Linked DNA regions of Anser cygnoides: region 1 is linked to region 2. The links are chromatin contacts, called in public Hi-C maps. All regions are on one chromosome and are shown on one strand. The core of a region is the stretch at or near the end of the contact, and the rest is flanking DNA. Distances in the headings are between cores, read along the strand shown.

Region 1 (3,454 bases), core at 466-2,965, 190 kb after region 2:
GCCAGGAAGAAACCAGCATCTGCAATAAAAACGTGACACCAAGGGACGTGTGCTGAGCCCTGTTTGTAAGAGATCTTCCCTTAACGTAGCTCGGGGTGTCGTCAGCGTTCTCCGCTATTCCAGAGCAGATCATCTGTGGGGTCAAGCACGAAGGAGGGAGACGACAGGAGAAATTCAGAAAGGTGAGGACAGGAGAGATCTAACCCAAAAAGGCTTAGGAAGGAACGAGGCCGGCAGAGGAGACGTTTGGACAACAGGCTGAGCGGAGGCCGAGCCTTCCAGAAGGCTGACAGCATTATCACAGGCTGCTCTTCGCACTCCTGCTCTCCCAAGCTGCGTCCACCGGCGGGGCAGAGGGCAGCGAGAGGCGGCCAGCGCTCCGCGCGGCTCCCACCGCTGCAGCTGGCTGCCCACGCGCGGGCAGGGCGCTGCCTGGGGAGCTCTTCCGGAGCCTTCGCTCCTACCTGGGTGGTTTCACCCGGGGCACGAAGGCATCTTCGTCTCCGCCGTGCGCCACGCAGCACTGAGGTCTGCTGGGGAGGAAGAGCAGAGCCAAGGACAGAGGAAATGACACAGATTCCAGCAGGTTCCACTCCCTGATCCTCCGGAAGGAAGTTTCTTTCCTAATACCCACCTCCACAGTGGATACGAAGCCTGGCTGGAAGTGGCTCATTCAACAGTGGAAAGAAATAAATATTCCCCGTGGCAGAAATAAAGGGTTTTGGCTGCGGAATACGAGGTGCCATCCCAAAAAGCGTTCAACAGACGGCAGAAAAGGTGGGAGCGGGCCAACTGCAGACAGAGATCAAGGTTAGACCAACAACAAACAACAAAAAAAAAAGCTCAAGAGCAATCACCGTCTGACAGGCTTCGCCCTGCTCTGGGAAATTTCCCAGTCCTGCTGTTAGACGTTTTACTTCCTCTACCAGCGCTGCCAATTCCTGCAGTATTCTCATCTGAAGCGCAAACCCTCCCCGCCCGACAGCGCTCCGCAGCGCCGGGCCCATCGGACCCGCTGCCACGAGCGAGGCCTCACGTGCGGCAGCGGGAGGGGTTTGGTTACACACAAATCCCCGGCTGATCAGCACCAGCAGGAGAGGAAATGAGGAAAAGAGCGAGCGACAGGGGAAGGCGGTTTCTGGATGATTGTACTTGGGTTTAGAGCATGAGAGGCTTGTTGGAACTCGCAGCCTTGCCCCCACCCCGTCCGCAGCCTCTCCGGGAGCGCTGGGATGTAGCGGAGCCTCTCGCACAGGCACGAGGCCCTTGATGTCCTCGTAGCGCTCCCACCTCCGATCCACCAGCACACATTAGCACCAGATGCTCGTTACCGGAAGGAGACCGATGTCGGTGTTTCTCCCCTTCAAGTAACGTTAGGCCCTGCCTTGTCCTTCGCAGTTAAATAAAACCGCCAACACGGTCTAAAAATAAAATTAAGAAAAATTAAAAAAAAAAATAAATTAAAAGTCAACACCAACTTCTGGAAACTCTTACCGAGAGCTTAAGCCTTCGCTTTCTGGGTAGTGACAAAAGGTCAAGCTGTGCTGGAAAGCAACATGTGGGTTCTACACGCCATGCGTGCACGCGCTGCCTCAGCCAGCAGGCTCCCTGAGCTGTACCGAGCTCGGGGAGGCCTCAGCAGAGCGGTGCTGAGCGTCCACGGGGGATCACGAGCCCCAGCAGCGTGCTACAGCGTTTCTGGGCGGATTGCTAGTGCCTGAACTGCAGCTGAGGATTCTTACCGCTGTTTTGAAGTTAAAAAAAAATAAAAAAGAACAGTTTTTTAGAAGTTCAGCGCGAGCAGGGAGGGTGCACAACTGGCAGCAGGCACAAAAGGCAGCGCTAGCTGCATGGCTGAATGTCACGTCTCAAGCCCAGAGAGGCTAGGAGTGTGGTTTTGGTGTTTAACCAGCTTCAACTGCAGCCTGGCACTCTTTTACTTCCTCCGCAGAGGAGGCTTCTCACTGCTGGGGGAAAGAAACCAACCTTACCGCGCGAAACCAAACGGCTAGAGTAAAAATAAAGCCCCGAGGTGGTTTGGTGACCGAGGTCAGATCAGGAGGCGGAGGGTTTGCAGCCTGGGGAAAGCACTCAGAAATACTCACGCTGCCAACCGAGAAAGAGATTACAGAAAAGGAGGCAGGGCAGAGAATTAACGCGAGTCCAGCAGCAAAGAGCCTGAGAAGCCTCTTTCGCACGCTACCAGCTCCCCCGTGCTCAAAACAGTTTGTAAACCGTTTCCTAAACACAAAGGGGAAAAAAAAACCCAGACCCAGTCCTGACCTCCATGAATGAGTAACCAAACCAAACTGCTTCCTGCGAGCTTGCGGGGGTGAGGGCAGGAGGCTGCCCGGGCAGGGCAGAGGGAACTCCACGTTTCTCCCTCTCAAGCACCGCTCTGGGCCTGAAAATTAAGGACTCGACAACTCATGCTGCTTTTGCACGTGGGTGGTGGGCAAAGGAGAGGAATGAGGAGGGGCAGCCTTCAGCTGGCTGCCAGCGCTTGCTGTTCTGGCCCCAAAGAGCCTCCCTCTCCTTTTTGTGCCACGGGGGAGGCTCAGCAGAGGGCTGCAGCACGGCAGAGGTACGAGAGCAGAGCGGCAGGCTGGAGGGGAAGCACTGCCTTCCCCTGACGGCCAGGGCAGGCCGCACCGCGCCAGCCCACAGAGAGGATCGCTCGCGTCAAATACTAGAGAGCACCTAAGCGTGGAGGAGACAAACTTCCTCACTTAACAGCAGCCGCCTTCCTGCGGCAAGGCGCCGACAGGCAGCCTGCCCCAAGGCCCTCTGCAAGACCTCGTGTCGCTCTCCTGCGCCGAGAGAGGCCGAGGGGGCACTCCCTCGCTTCCCGTGTCCCCCCCCCTTTTGGGGACGCACCTACGCCACCGCTCGGGCTCGGCTCAGATGTGGGACAGGCGTGAGAAGCGGCTTCGGCGGGCAGCCCGGCCGCTGGGCATCTCCAGGCACTGCCGGGCTCGTGGCCTCCGTCCCCTCCGCCCTCTGCACGGGAGCACAACGTTGGGTGTAAAATAAAAGCAGGCAAGAGTTAGCACAGGGCTGGGAGCTCCCAGGGCATCAGCAGCAGCAGCCTGAAGGGTGACCCTGCGCGGGAGCAGCAGCGAGGGGAAGGCAGGCAGCGGGTGGCGAGTGCAGAGCCTGCTCCACGGCACCGCCAGGCTTTCGGGCTGCCCAGCTAAAGCGGGAGCACGAACCCCTGGCTGCTCGGACTTGTCTTCCACCCCAGAGGCTCCTAAAATGGCCCTCTGTGAGCGCTCTGCCCACCTGACGCCACGGGCCGCACGCGGAGCCCTGTACTCCTGCCAGCAGGGATTATTCTTAAGAGCCTACATGGAAAGAGAAAGGAGCAGGCACCATCCTTCACTGTCCCGAGGAGCGCCGCCCGGCAGCGAGGACACAGGCTGCCACCAGCAGACCCGGGGACGGGTGCCTCGGA
Region 2 (3,423 bases), core at 341-2,840:
TTACAGTGTCTCTTCCTTATCAGATATTTTTCAGATAGCAAAATAGTTTCGGATAGTTTTGCTGTTGTCAGGAAAACAAAATGACTTCTTAGTGCTTCATTACTGCTTCTGGTGTAGGTAGTTGCTAAATTGTCCGCTGTAGCTACTAGCACAGTGAGACGTGGTGTATGTGCTAATGGGGTGAAGTCCCTACAGCATCGGGTTTTGTGAATCCTGGGTTCGCGTTCTGGCTAAATCCTTCAAACGCGGATAAAACGTTTGTGTTAGCATTCTCCATTTGTCAGATTGAGCAGTGCTTCAGTACTTCAGAGGGTTGTTGAAGATGAAATTGATTGTGGGTCTTAGCTATTGCTGTCATATTTTAATTATGCTCAGTTTCTGAGTCCTTTTGGTGTGTTTCTTAAATCACAAAAAACGCCGGAATGGGATGATAGTACAATCTTTTTCTGAAAAGGAGTGCTTTCTTACTTTAACACAGGAGGCATAATTTGTTCAATGCTATTTGCTTTTTTCTTTTGAAGCTGCTGCAAAGATAATGGTACCGTGTAATTTAATTTTAATTATGGAAATATCTTGATGCCCTTAAATCTTGTTATCTGCCTGCCTTAAAGAAGCGTGCAGTGCGTGGTTTGACCACTAGCTGGCAAACAAATTGCAGTTATATAGAACAAAGCTGTCCTCCTTTTGTGGGTTTATAAAATACAGTGCTAATTAAGTCAGAGTATTAACTTATTCTGAAATGCTATTTTTGTTTGCAATATACACAAATTACTGTAATTGTTTCCTTTGCAATCATTGATTTTTACAAAAGAAAAAAAAATCCCTCACGTATTAAGTACATGAAACTAAACGTAAGCTTTTGATAAGTCTGCATGGTCTGCTACCCAAAAATAGAAGCGCATCTTTGTGGTTCCAGGTTTGACTCCGAGGGGCAGCTTCTGGAATGCTCCTCGATCTCTGATGTAAGAGGTGGATCAGCATCTGGGGTGAACACCAACTGGAAAACTTTGTTTGAAGCCAAAGCTGAGAACTTGGGACAAGGAGATAAGGTAGAGCATGGCAGCTGAATGCAAGCATTGTGTATTGGAGAGGGGGTAACAAAAAGCTTATTGGGACTGTCACGTTGTTGAGCAATATGTGCTTACTCTGTAACTGTTTTTTAAGAGCAGAATCCAAGTTCATTGCTGATGTTGCAACATGATCCTTTGTTTGCAAGAGAATTCTAAGCCTTGCGTAAATAGTAAAAAATAGTCTACCCCAAAGATATTTGCATCTTTGCAAACATATAAATAGCACGAAGTATTACAGGAGGAACAGGTGCATTAAGAGGAAGTGGTTTTCAAGGGTGCACGCTTGTTCAGTAGAAAAGCTAGGAATAAGACTCACCGCTCTGGCATTCCAGTTCAGTAGCCTCTCTAGGCTTAAACTGCTCCTTGACTTGTTTAAAAACATTTTTGTTTTTCAAACTTAAGTGCTAAGCCTTTCAGGATGCAGAAGAACTTTTATCTAAGGACAAAACTTTACCTGTAATTCAGCTGTTTTCTGTGACATTTCTTGCACATGCTTCTTAATCAACCTCTGTTGATCTGTTGAAAGGCTTGACTGTGGTCTTAAACCATTAGGATGATTATTTTTCCGTGGCGAGTGGGTATTTTTGTTCTGTGGGCTATAGTTTAATCAAACGCTTATCTGCAATACTACACAGTAGGCTTTCTGGTTTTTGTACTGACTCCCAAAAGAAGCACAGGAAAGTGCAGAATCTTAATCCTGTGAAAAAGTAGAGATTTGAACGGACACAATGGAAAAGCAAATATGCTTTATCTGAAGAAAACCTAGCAATCAGAGTTTCCCGCAATGGAAACACAAAATAATCTTGCTGTAGAGACTTTGTTTAACATAATGGAAACCTGGAAATGATTGCAACAGAGGGGTTGATTTACAGTTTCCCAATAATCCATAGCTGTTAAGCTTTCTAATCTTAAATATCCAAGTATGGGTGCCTTGCTTTGTAGTTAATTCAGAATTGGAAAACATTTGAGTGTTTTGAGGCTAATGTTGCACACTCACTCTCCTAGGCGGATTATTTTAGCTGTGTGGGCACAGTAGTACATCTGCGCAAAGAGAACTGTATGTACCAGGCCTGTCCCTCTCAGGATTGCAATAAGAAAGTGATAGACCAACAGAATGGACTGTATCGTTGTGAAAAGTGTGATCGTGAATTCCCCAATTTCAAGTACCGCATGATGCTTCTGGTAAGTACGTGGACTAGAGGAGACCAGTGCTTCTCGTTGACTGCTTTCCCCGGACAGTCCAAGTTGAAATGTTTTGAGACAACGGGGTCTTAGAGTGCTGTTTGTCTGTCTATAAAGTGCCTATGGATTAGAGGATATTTAAATGGCTTGTATGCTGTACCTAGGTGAGGAATGTTTCATTGAGCTGATTAGCAGTTTGTTTTCCTAGTGCTCCAATTAAAAGCTTTTCTCTTTGCCAAAAAGTTGATGCTAGCTGAGTTGATTCTGGTTTCCAAGTGTACTATGCAGTGCAGAGTACAGATGGCCTACGCCTCTTCAGTAGTGAAGATAAACTGAAGTAAAATGGCATTTCTGGAGAGCAGTAATTGCACTTTTACAGCTGCTACCTATATTTAGTACATTTTTTTGTAGGTATTGTTCTGTCTCATGCTTTAATGGAGCAGGCTTCAGAGAGCTGTCTGAGGATTATTGTGATGCCCGCTTATCCCATAAGCATTGAACCTTTTTCTGTTTTACATTATAAATTAGAGTTGTAGCTGCTTCTTAGAAATGCTGTGCCAGGTGGGCATGCAGAGAAAGGGGAACTATCCCTGCAATCTCACTAAAACATACACTGCTTCTGAATAATTTCTAGCAGATAACTTCTAGGAACACACGCACTACTTAACATAGCAGAGCCCTTCTCAGAGAATATAAAGGCAATACTAAAGTTACAATCGTGGCCTTCAGAAGAGTTTGTCTCCTATTTTCACATTCCAAATTGTCAATAGCAGCCTCATATACGAGGCTAGTGCTTGATCTGTTTACTGCTCTGTCTTGTCCTTGAACGTTTTGGTAGTTGTCTCATAGCACAGCACACGTATTTATGCTCAGGTTCTCATGTCTGTACTAAGTAAATGCAGGCTGCAGTCTTGCTGGTGTCACCCTTGGCTGCTGCCATTCTGAGCTACCTGCTCTTGTTCACAGCCCATCAGTGGCAGAGGAAAGGAACTGAATATACATCATTGTGTCACAGGAAAAGACCAACAAGATCATAATAGTAAACAGTGTACTATTGATATTAACTTACTTTAAATGACTGTGACGTTCTATGGAGGTCTTTTAAAAAGTAAAATAATATGTCATTGTCTTCAGCTCGGGTTATGGAAAGTACCGATGGTGCATAAGGCTT

Evidence for each region. A called contact is a pair of places that touch in the nucleus more often than the background predicts.
Region 1: a contact with region 2 is called in a Hi-C map of liver, with 2.1 times the contacts expected there. The contact joins two enhancer-like sites. A contact is called at or near these places in 2 of 7 Hi-C or Micro-C datasets (granulosa cells and liver).

What each region holds. Positions count from the first base shown.
Region 1 is chr18:7,724,841-7,728,294 of Taihu_goose_T2T_genome, forward strand. The region is part of intron 9 of SMG6 (SMG6 nonsense mediated mRNA decay factor); the gene reads right to left. Among named protein-coding and RNA genes, the nearest start is that of SMG6, 16 kb to the right of the region's middle. Within about 2 kb of position 1,716, at least 2 of the 3 cell types and tissues checked have open chromatin away from gene starts, as enhancers often do. A contact at or near this core is called in liver, where this site is marked.
Region 2 is chr18:7,534,166-7,537,588 of Taihu_goose_T2T_genome, forward strand. It overlaps RPA1 (replication protein A1), which reads left to right. Exons shown (of 17, transcript XM_048067959.2): 13 at 917-1,049; 14 at 2,076-2,252. Among named protein-coding and RNA genes, the nearest start is that of RPA1, 16 kb to the left of the region's middle. Within about 2 kb of position 1,591, at least 1 of the 3 cell types and tissues checked has open chromatin away from gene starts, as enhancers often do. A contact at or near this core is called in liver, where this site is marked.